Linked DNA regions of Mus musculus: all the other regions are linked to region 3. A link is a contact called in public HiChIP or PLAC-seq data. All regions are on one chromosome and are shown on one strand. The core of a region is the stretch at or near the end of the contact, and the rest is flanking DNA. Distances in the headings are between cores, read along the strand shown. Region 1 holds the start of Nodal (nodal). Region 2 overlaps Adamts14 (a disintegrin-like and metallopeptidase (reprolysin type) with thrombospondin type 1 motif, 14). Region 3 has its middle 18 kb from the start of Prf1.

Region 1 (3,140 bases), core at 219-2,718, 100 kb after region 3:
CAGGATAGTCAGGGTGCCTGCAACCTCAGGCTCCTTTCAGCTGTTTAGAGCAGTTCCTACAGGATCACGCAGGTCTGCGGGCCCTGTGTGTCTCCCTCTGCTTCCAGCACCTGCTCATCCCGCAACTTGTGAGAGCGCCCAAGTGGGTAAAGTACCCAGCACATAGTAGGTGTTCAGTAAATGTTAGGCAGCTGCTAATGTGCTAGTTGGAGGCTTGAAGGGGGCAGGGTGGGGGTGGGGAGTAACTAAGAGAAAACTAGTCATGGAGGAGGAAAACATGGGGGCGGACTTTGGGACAGGAATTTACATTTCTTTAAAGGTAATTTCTATCCCGCCTTCCCTTTTGAAAACACAAAGGCTAGGATCTTTCCATCCTGCAAATTCTCTTCTCAATGGCTCCCTTCCTAAGAACTCAATCATTTATGCAGCGTGAAAGAATGACCACCCCTTGCCCTACCACCCCTTACCCTAAGCCTTACGCGTATGGCATATTTGTTACATTGAATTTCCTCATAAACAAGAAATATGACTGAGGACAGTTACTTTGAGAAAAACCAAAGACATTTAATTCTGTCTTGGGCAGACAAAGTCAGCAGGTCTGGAGAGTGACTGAGATGTCCCAGGGCTCTGCCCCGCAGGCAGGAGATGCAGCCAGCAAACCTCCAGCTTTTCTTTTCCACCTTCAAAAACTCCCATAGCAAGCAGGTAAGGACCTGTCACCCTCAAACCACCAAGAATCAAGATTCCCTATAGCTGGGCCTTCAGCTTCCAGTAATTATTCCCCTTGCTCCCCAGGAGGGCACTTTGGTATTTGAAGCTGGCATTTGTCACCAAGAACAAGGTCCCTAGAGCTCATCTTTTGTTTTGTTTTGTTTTGTTTTGTTTTTCGAGACAGGGTTTCTCTGTGTAGCCCTGGCTGTCCTGGAATTCACTCTGTAGACCAGGCTGACCTCGAACTCAGAAATTCACCTGTTGGGCTGGTGAGATGGCTCAGTGGGTAAGAGCACCCGACTGCTCTTCCGAAGGTCTGGAGTTCAAATCCCAGCAACCACATGGTGGCTCACAACCATCCGTAACGAGATCTGGCGCCCTCTTCTGGAGTGTCTGAAGACAGCTACAGTGTACTTACATATAATAAATAAATAAATCTTAAAAAAAAAGAAATTCACCTGTCTCTGCCTCCCGAGTGCTGGGATTAAAGGTGTGCGCCACCATACCCGGCTAATCTTTGTTCTTTCAAATTCTCAATAACCCCTAGTTACCTAGGGGCCTTGCCAATGAAGGATGTAGCTCAGGCTAGCCTGGTGCTACCCAGAAGAGAGGACTGGCCCCTAGCCCAGCACTCCCTACCTGTTTTTGGATGAACTGGAGAGGACCGCGAGGGGTCCAGAAGAGGCAGAGTAAGGAAGCCATTATTGTGGTTCTGGGGTTGAAGCCAGCCAGGGCTCCAACACACCTCTAGCTCATCAAGCTTCACTCGGAGCAAGCCTTAGCCCGCTGTCTCAGCAGGGAGACTTCCCGAGGTAGAGGGGCAAGGTGCGGGGCGGTTTAGACTCAGAGTCTGTATGCACCCCTAACTCCCCCCCCCCCCCCCCGCCACAATTTCTCTGTAGTCTTTCTCAGCACATCACACCTCCCCTCAGCAGGGGCTCCCCTGCCCTGCCCCTCCAGGGTGGTTATAAGTTCTTAACCTATAGGTTATAGGCCTCTCCGGAGGGAGGGAGGGAAAGGGGCGGGGCGGCGGCGGCTCAGATATAAGGGACCCTGGTGTTGTTTGCGGGTCCAAACAGCCCACCATGAGTGCCCACAGCCTCCGCATCCTTCTTCTTCAAGCCTGTTGGGCTCTACTCCACCCGCGCGCCCCGACCGCGGCCGCTTTGCCTCTGTGGACACGGGGGCAGCCCTCGTCACCGTCCCCTCTGGCGTACATGTTGAGCCTCTACCGAGACCCGCTGCCTCGGGCGGACATCATCCGCAGCCTCCAGGCGCAAGGTAGGCTGCAAGCCTGGCCTCGCCAGCACTTAAGGGCTCACGGCCGGGAGGCGCGCGATGGTTGCAGCGGGGACTGAGCATCAAGAATCGTCCAGAGACTGGGATTAATTGTTTCTCCGTGGGCAGGCTCAGCACAGCGCTAGTGGCGCGATCGGAATGGAACCAGGGGCCACCGCCTTTCCGGTCGGTCCTACCTCTAATGGTAGAGGGTAAAAAGGGTAGGGCGTGGGCCGGATTGCGCCACTGAGCACCTGCGAGTCTCAGTTTGCCCATCTGTAGTTTAGAAATCGTAAGACCTTTTTGATAGACTTATAGAAGGGACTAGGTGACAACGCCCCATCTCCCCCAGAAACGCTCTGCCCAGAACCGGGCGTAAAATAAAACAAGTCGTTACTGGTTTTATCCCGGTTGCAGCAAGTGACACCAGGAACTAGGGCTCAAAGATCCGAAATTAGAGATCGGGTGTAGAAAGTCCAGAACTCAGGCAACTCTCGTGGTTGGGCGGTGTCAGGTGTCCTTGGTGACCAACAGGCTCGGAACCTACTTGGATCGAGGTGTTCGTGTGTGTGTGTGTGTGTGTGTGTGTGTGTGTGTGTGTGTGTGTGTGTGTGTGTGTGTGTGTGTTTGACCCAGCGACCTGAGTGATGCTCACCAGAGTAGGCCGACAGGTGGGTGCCCAGGAGAGGGAGTTCGGACTCAGGACTACCTTCCTGGGCGCAATCAACATCTCGCCTCTTGGGCAGCTTGGCCAGCCCGCTCCTCTGTCCTCTGGGGCCAGACGGCCCTCCGCGGGACCCGGACGCAATCCACATCTTCTAATCCGGTCTGACCCGCCGCCCGCCGGCCCTCACGACCTGGAGGCGGAGTCCCTAGTCCCCTGCCTGCAGCGTCTGGGCTGTGACTGCCGGTGACCCTCTCTTGAAGGGTCATCTGGGGACCGCGGAACAGGACAGCCTGGAGGGCAAGGCAATGGGAAATCAGTGGGATGCTAGGCCCCTCCGCCTAGGGTCGGACAGAGGTAAAGCCGGGAAAACATACCTTTCCAGTTCACTTCCCTTCTAGAAAGTTCTGGAAGGTTTGTATGGTGATGGGACAATCTGGGATGCAGAGAAACTCTTGAGGTCCATCAGATTCGGTTTTGCAGTCAC
Region 2 (3,253 bases), core at 63-2,562, 74 kb before region 3:
CGCTGGGTGAGGAGCTGCCTCCTGCATAGCAGGATACCCTGGGGCCTCCCTGATGTGAGATGCTGGCAGAATCCCACCTCCTTTAGTGGTTACAGAAATACAGCCTAAGGCGGCCTGCTCCTTCTCTTTGGCTCCTCTCCCTTTCTTCATCGCTCTTCCAAACCCCACTGTATTTTTGTTTGTTTTGTTTTGTTGTTAAAAGTTAAAAGCAAACCCATATTAAGGTAGTGCCGGGTGTGTGCACGGGCATGCGGGAGGCCACACATGTGCTCAATCTTGAGAGTGCGTGCCTGCATGCATGTGTCTGCACATTGTTAGGTGAGGGCACCCGTCTCCCTTCTCCCCTCCCGACAGCTGCCTGTCGAGTTCAGCTGTGGTAGGTAAGATACATAAACGTTAGAAGCAGACAGATCTTAGTTTAAAGCCTGGCTCTGCCATTTAGTTGCTGTATAGATTCCAAACAGCTTGCTTAGCTCCTCCAAGCCCCGGAGGTTAATAGACGCGGCCTCACAGGGCTATGGTTATGGGAGAGAGACAAGCCAGCTACAAAAATGCTCAGACTGCTGCCTGGATGAGACCAGCAATCCTGCCTCTCAGGTCTTTGCCTCCTCTGAGCCCCTTCAGCGTTATCCTCAATGAGTCTCTGGCTATCTCAGAGGACTGAGGCTTTTGTGTCTGTGCAGCCAGACTGATACTTTGTGAATGAATGAGAGGCTACCTCTGCTGACAGGCTCCCCAGCAAGTGCATGCTAAACCCTGAAAATAACTACTCATGTCTCAGGGCCTCAAAGGGTTCCCTGGTACTGAGATTTAAAGAAACACTAAGGAAATGGACCAGGGAAAAGGGTAAACTAAGGCACAGAAAAAGAAAAAGCACCCAAAGTTTCCCATCAGGTGAGAGAAGAATGAGAAGGGGACCCCCTCACCCCCTTGCCTATCATCCGTAGCTCTAGATCTTTCTAGCACAACCCAAGTGAATGCAGAAGTAACCTGGACAACCAGGCTAGGCTTAGCATGAAAGACCTGCTCTCTGCAGCCTTGGCCACTCTGGGGTCAGAATCTCCTTGGCTGATGGTAACTGCCTCACTCTGAATCTGCCCCAGTCTTCTTCGCCCCACCCAGCCTCCACACACTAACACAGTAAGAGCATCCAGTCAGGAAACCAGATATCCCCCATGATGGCGCCAGGCCAGCCTGGCAGAGACAAGTCCTCAGGTGGGCGGAGCTTCAAGGCCAAAGTAAAGTGACACCTGTGTCCCTGGGTCCATGAAGTCTCCCCCCAAGGCTGTCTGTGCTTCCAACTTCCCAGCCAAACAAAAGCCCCACACAATGAAGAGGAAGTGCTCTGAGTCCCATGGGAGGGTGAGGCTGTCTACCTGCCTGCCCATCTGCCTACCTCCAGGGGCAGGAAGTCTAGCTCACCATCCTTTGTTAAGGGAAGACAGAGCCTGCTCGGCAGGTGTGTGTGGTGACAATCCCTTAAGCCTGTGTGGGTGCTCTGAGGCTTCCTACTACAGAAGCAGGGCTCCATGGGTAGCATGGCTTCAGCTGCACCCTGTTTCCTATGCAAAGGGCAAGCCAGCAAGGAGCAAGCAGCCCAGCCTACAGATAAAATGCCAGCTGGATGGAGGGGCTGTTGCTGTGATCCCAGCACTCGGGATGGGGCTGGCAGAAGGATCAAGAGTTCAAGGACAGCTTGGGCCACATACTAAGCCCAAGGTCAGTCTAGAACACGCAGGAAGACACCATCTCAAAAACAAACAAGTGAAAAAAGAGGAGGAAGAATGGGAGGAGGAGGAGGAGGAAAGAGAGGGAAGAAAAAATAAGCCCAGGCTACCCACAGAGCAGTCTCCTAAGACTAATCTCAGAGCATTGGTTTTAGGGGAAGCTGATAATGATTCCTGGCTAAAGGCATAGGGCAAGAGTCAAAAATCAGAGCATCATAATTGGGAACACCAAGAATGCCAGGGTGGGCCACAGGCCTCCTTTGCCTAACAGTAAAATAGGGAGATGTGGAGAAGGGCCTGGGAAAGCAGGGCAGCAGGAAGCTGGCCTCCACATACCTAACCACCAGGTCTGAGGAGGAACTTCCCATAGCTTCCTTGCCAGGCCAGTGGCATTCTCTCTCAGCTCCCAGTAAGAGGGGTTTGCCAGGGGCTGATGAGATGGCTTAGCGGTTAAGAGCACTGACTGCTCTTCTGGAGGTCCTGAGTTCAATTCCCAGCAACCACATGGTGGCTCACAGCCACCCATAATGAGATCTGAAGACAGCTACAGTGTACTTACATATAATAAATAAATAAAATCTTTAAAAAAAAAAAAAGAGGGGTTTGCCAGATCCTTCTAAACATGTCGCACCTCGCTGAGCAGGTTTCAAAGGTACTCTGGCCTTGAAAAGGAGCGTCCTCCTTATGATCTATCCAAAGACCTCTTCCTTCTCACTGTTGGATGAGCTGATGGCGCAGTCATCATGGGTGAGCTCAAGGCCAGCCTGGGCAAGTTAGCAAGATCCTGTGTCAACATAAAGAGTTAAGAGCAAGGAGCCAGGGGACAGAGGTCTAGGTAAAGCTCTAGGTTCAGTTCCCTGGGACAAGAGTAAGGGAAATAAAGGAAAGAGATGCCAACCTGTGCTGTTTAGCAAGATCTGATCTCAAAACAAACAGGGGCTGGAGAGACGGTGCAGAGGTTCAAGAATACTTGCTGCTCTTACAGAGGACCCAGCTTTGGTTCCCAGTACCCACATGGCGGCTCAAAACCATTCATAACTCCATTTCCAGGGGACCCTATGCCCTCTTCTGAACTACCAGGGCACCAGGCACATATGTGGTACACAGATATACATGCAGACAAAATGCCCAGATATATAAAAGAAAATAAATTCAAAAGAAAACAACAACAAGGGGCTGGCAAGATGGCTCAGTGGGAAAGAGCACTGACTGCTCTTCCGAAGGTTCTAAGTTCAATTCCCAGCAACCACCAGAAATGAGATCTGAGGCCATCTTCTGGTGTGTCTGAAGCCAGATACAATGTATCTATGTATAATAGTAAATAAATCTTTGGGCGGGAACAAGCAGGGACTGAGCAAGCAGAGTTGACCAGAGTGAACAGAGGTCCTAAAAATTCAATTCCCAACAACAATGAAGGCTCACAACCATCTGTACAGTTACAGTGTACTCATATACATAAAATAATAAAATAAATCTTTTTTAAAAAAGAACAAGAAGAACAGCAAAGCTGGGCAGTGGTGGCGCAC
Region 3 (3,171 bases), core at 371-2,870:
GAAGCCAGCAATATTAGACAGCCACGGTCATCTCTTCAAAGGGAGAGATGTATAACCCGCTGTCTGCCCAGAAGGCTGGAATGGATGTGGTTAATAGCCGGGTGACTTCTGTGCTGGCTAGCCAGGCCACACCCCAGACTCTGGTTTATCCCTGCCAGTCTATAACACTACCCTCTGGGCCCCTTACCACGGGCGCTGTTTATCTTGAGCCTGGTTTCTCAGTAAATCTATAGAACCCATCTTTATGGACAATGTTGCTTGTCTTAAGCTTGGTTGTACACAGGAGATTGAGTTAATTATCACTGGGGAAACTTTTTTGCCAAATTGTTCTGTGCTTAAATATGCCTGGAATAAACAACCCAGTCTTGGACTCTCAAAGTCTGAACCAACACTGGCCACTCATGTACCAGACTTCCTTCTCGCCTCTCTCAGACTGACAGTCTGCTGGCCGTGGCGTTGCAGAGACCCCTGTAACTTACTTAACTATTTCTATCCCTGTCTAACTTCAAATGAATGAGACTCAGGCTGTGATATACTTGCGCAGCTACTGGGAAAGTACCCTAATGTAATCTATATTCTCTATTGCTAGACTGGCTACTTTCCCAACTGCGCTCCCCAAATACTTGCTGTTTGTCTCCCCAAATACTTGTCTTCCCTGGTCCCTGGCAATGTCTGCTCCAGCAGTCAGTTCTGGGGAGCGTTTCACGCAGGCATGTGCTCCTGCTCCATCAGGTCTGATGGAGACCTCCTCATCTCCCTTTTTTTTCCTCCTCCATGCTCCTCCTCTCTCCCTCTCCTCCTCTCTCCCTCTCCTTCCTCCTTCTCCTCATGGTCCCTACCTGTGACCCCCAGCCAGGTCACCCAAGCCCTGCTTCCTTCTCGTTTCCCAGTAACTGGCTATCTATCACCAGTTTTTTTTTTTAATATAATTTATTTATTTATTACATGTAAGTACACTGTAGCTGTCTTCAGACACACCAGAGGAGGGCGCCAGATCTCATTACGGATGGTCGTGAGCCACCACGTGGTTACTGGGATTTGAACTCAGGACCTTCGGAAGAGCAGTCAGTGCTCTTAACCGCTGAACCATCTCTCCAGCCCCCTATCACCAGTTTTATTTAGCCCATAGTTTTAAATTGGGGAGCAAAGGCTGGGTATTCGCTTGTCTTGGGCAGTCAGATCTTGGGGTACAGAATTTAGCACTTGAATACACAGCAGCACCAACCCAACCTCCAATGGACGGCTATTTTTTTAAAAAGTCTCATGAATGAAAGAATCCACTCAAAGGCACAGCAGGCCACTCAAAGGCACAGCAGGCGAGCGCTAGGCCCTGCCCAATGCTTGGTAAATGGCACTGAGTAGGTGTGGCTTTTAACTCTCTCTGTTTCTGTTCGTTTGTTTGGTTTGGGGTTTTGTTTTGTTTTGGGTTTTTATTTGGGGGGTGTTGTTTGAGACAAGGTCTTGCTATGTAGACCAGGCTTCCCGCCTCAAACTTAAGAGATCATCTTACTCTGCCTCCCGAGCGTTATAATTAAAAGTGCACACCCACCACTACACCCAACCTGATTAAAACCAACTCCTTTTAAGCCAGGTGGTGGTGGTGCTGATGACAAAAGAATGTGGCGAATCCCACACTGAGAGGCAGAGAGTGAGTTCCAGAACAGCCAGGGCTACACCGTGAAACCCTGCCTTGGGGGAAAAAAATGAAAAAGGTTCTTTTTGAATCAGTCTGAGACCCCCAGTCCATGGGAGATCACTGCCCACATGCAGGGTGGGCCTCCTTCCTCAGTTAACAACATAGGGACATGTTGTTATGGAAATGCCAGAGCTGGGCCTCCGGGGAGACTCTAAAGTGGTCAGGGTCAACAATAGACATCAGCCATCATGGTGGGGAAGGCGTGGAGATGGAACTCCCTCCATGGGGAATGAGTTCTGCTTAGACTGACACCTATCCCTGCCAGATCCACGGACGGCTGAGAAGCGCTGGGTCAAGGAGAAAGCTCTCACCACTCCCTTGAGATATGAAGGGGCAGGGCAGAGGGGGTGGATGTGTCAGGCACACACTAGATGCTCAATAAACAGTCACTTGGCGCTCAGGGACTCCACTTTGTGTGTTGTGGGGACATGTCCCTGTAAGGGCCCTGCTCCTGCTGGGCCAGCAAGCCTTCTCTGGGGAAAAAAAAAATCATAAAACTATAACCCTGTCTATCCATAGCCGAGGGATCAAAGGCTTTGCCAGGAAGTCAGCGGCGTGCCACTGAGGGCCTCCCCAGGTAAGGATCACCCTTGGTACCATAGCCTCTGGTGAACAGGAGGAAGGGAGGGGTCATCTCACTCATTCATGACTTCATGGGTCCCGTCACTCACTGGGAACCATTCCAATTTGGGGGAAATTGACCCAAGGAAAGCAAAAAGCCAATAAATAGAAGGAATGAAACTTCTCTGTGAAAAAAAAAGTATACAAAAATAATAAACGCCAGCCCCAGTATAGGAGTTCTATGAAACCTCCTTGCAGCAGATAATTCTCCATTTAAGCTATCTCTCTCCCTAGGCTTGTGTCCCATAGGAATACGCATCGGCAAGACATTGACCAGCCAGGTGGTATACACTTGTCATCCTAGCATTTGGGAGGGAAAGGGAAGGCTAGCCTGGGCTTAAAAAAAAAAAAGGATTTTGAGAAGTTACTAACTAGCTACACAACAACAAAAACAAAATTCGTCACCAAGGTATTGAGGAATGTTTTTTGCTGACAGGTAAATGAAGAGACCTTAACACTTTCTGGGTTTCTATGGGCTGGCTCCAGGGGTTAGGGTGCTTGCTGCCAAGCCTGAGGACCCAAGTTCAAGCCTAGGACTCACATTATGGAAGGAGAGAACTAATTTCTAAGTTACCCTCTGACTACCACATATGTACTGTGTAGCACATGGGCCCCCACATACATACCCACGCACCCCCCCAACACACAAACACACACGAGAAGATAAAAAAGTTTTAAAAAGTCATCTTTTAACAACCCTAGAAAAGTTGGGCATAGTCTCACATGAATCTATAACCTCCCAGCACAGAAGGGCAGGGCAGAGAGGATCATGGGGGCTGGCTTGCCACCCCACCTAATTCAAATCAAGCTGTAGATTCAGCAAGAGACCCTGCTTCCTGAAAACAGCTGCACAG

Evidence for each region. HiChIP or PLAC-seq counts read pairs in DNA pulled down with a chosen protein or histone mark.
Region 1: an H3K27ac HiChIP or PLAC-seq map of embryonic stem cells shows a contact between it and region 3, with 13 read pairs. The contact joins the promoter of Nodal here to the enhancer-like site in region 3. A contact is called at or near these places in 5 of 39 promoter capture datasets (embryonic stem cells, frontonasal cranial neural crest, hippocampal neurons and 1 more), 3 of 484 Hi-C or Micro-C datasets (embryonic stem cells and liver), 3 of 115 datasets of contacts at active chromatin or transcription factors (all in embryonic stem cells) and 4 of 9 other capture datasets (adipose tissue, embryonic stem cells, liver and 1 more).
Region 2: an H3K27ac HiChIP or PLAC-seq map of embryonic stem cells shows a contact between it and region 3, with 6 read pairs. The contact joins two enhancer-like sites. A contact is called at or near these places in 2 of 484 Hi-C or Micro-C datasets (CD4 T cells and embryonic fibroblasts), 9 of 115 datasets of contacts at active chromatin or transcription factors (double positive thymocytes, embryonic stem cells and stem cell-derived neural progenitor cells) and 2 of 9 other capture datasets (adipose tissue and pancreatic islet).

Annotation. Positions count from the first base shown.
Region 1 is chr10:61,416,504-61,419,643 of GRCm38.p6, forward strand. Nodal (nodal) reads left to right here and starts at 1,469. Exons shown (of 3, transcript NM_013611.5): 1 at 1,469-1,992. The coding sequence starts at 1,797.
Region 2 is chr10:61,240,924-61,244,176 of GRCm38.p6, forward strand. All of the region lies in intron 4 of Adamts14 (a disintegrin-like and metallopeptidase (reprolysin type) with thrombospondin type 1 motif, 14), which reads right to left. Among named protein-coding and RNA genes, the nearest start is that of Gm29861, 26 kb to the left of the region's middle. Within about 2 kb of position 1,313, at least 20 of the 459 cell types and tissues checked have an H3K27ac peak or open chromatin away from gene starts, as enhancers often do. A contact at or near this core is called in embryonic stem cells, where this site is marked.
Region 3 is chr10:61,314,236-61,317,406 of GRCm38.p6, forward strand. No RefSeq gene overlaps it. Among named protein-coding and RNA genes, the nearest start is that of Prf1, 18 kb to the left of the region's middle. Within about 2 kb of position 1,621, at least 19 of the 459 cell types and tissues checked have an H3K27ac peak or open chromatin away from gene starts, as enhancers often do. A contact at or near this core is called in embryonic stem cells, where this site is marked.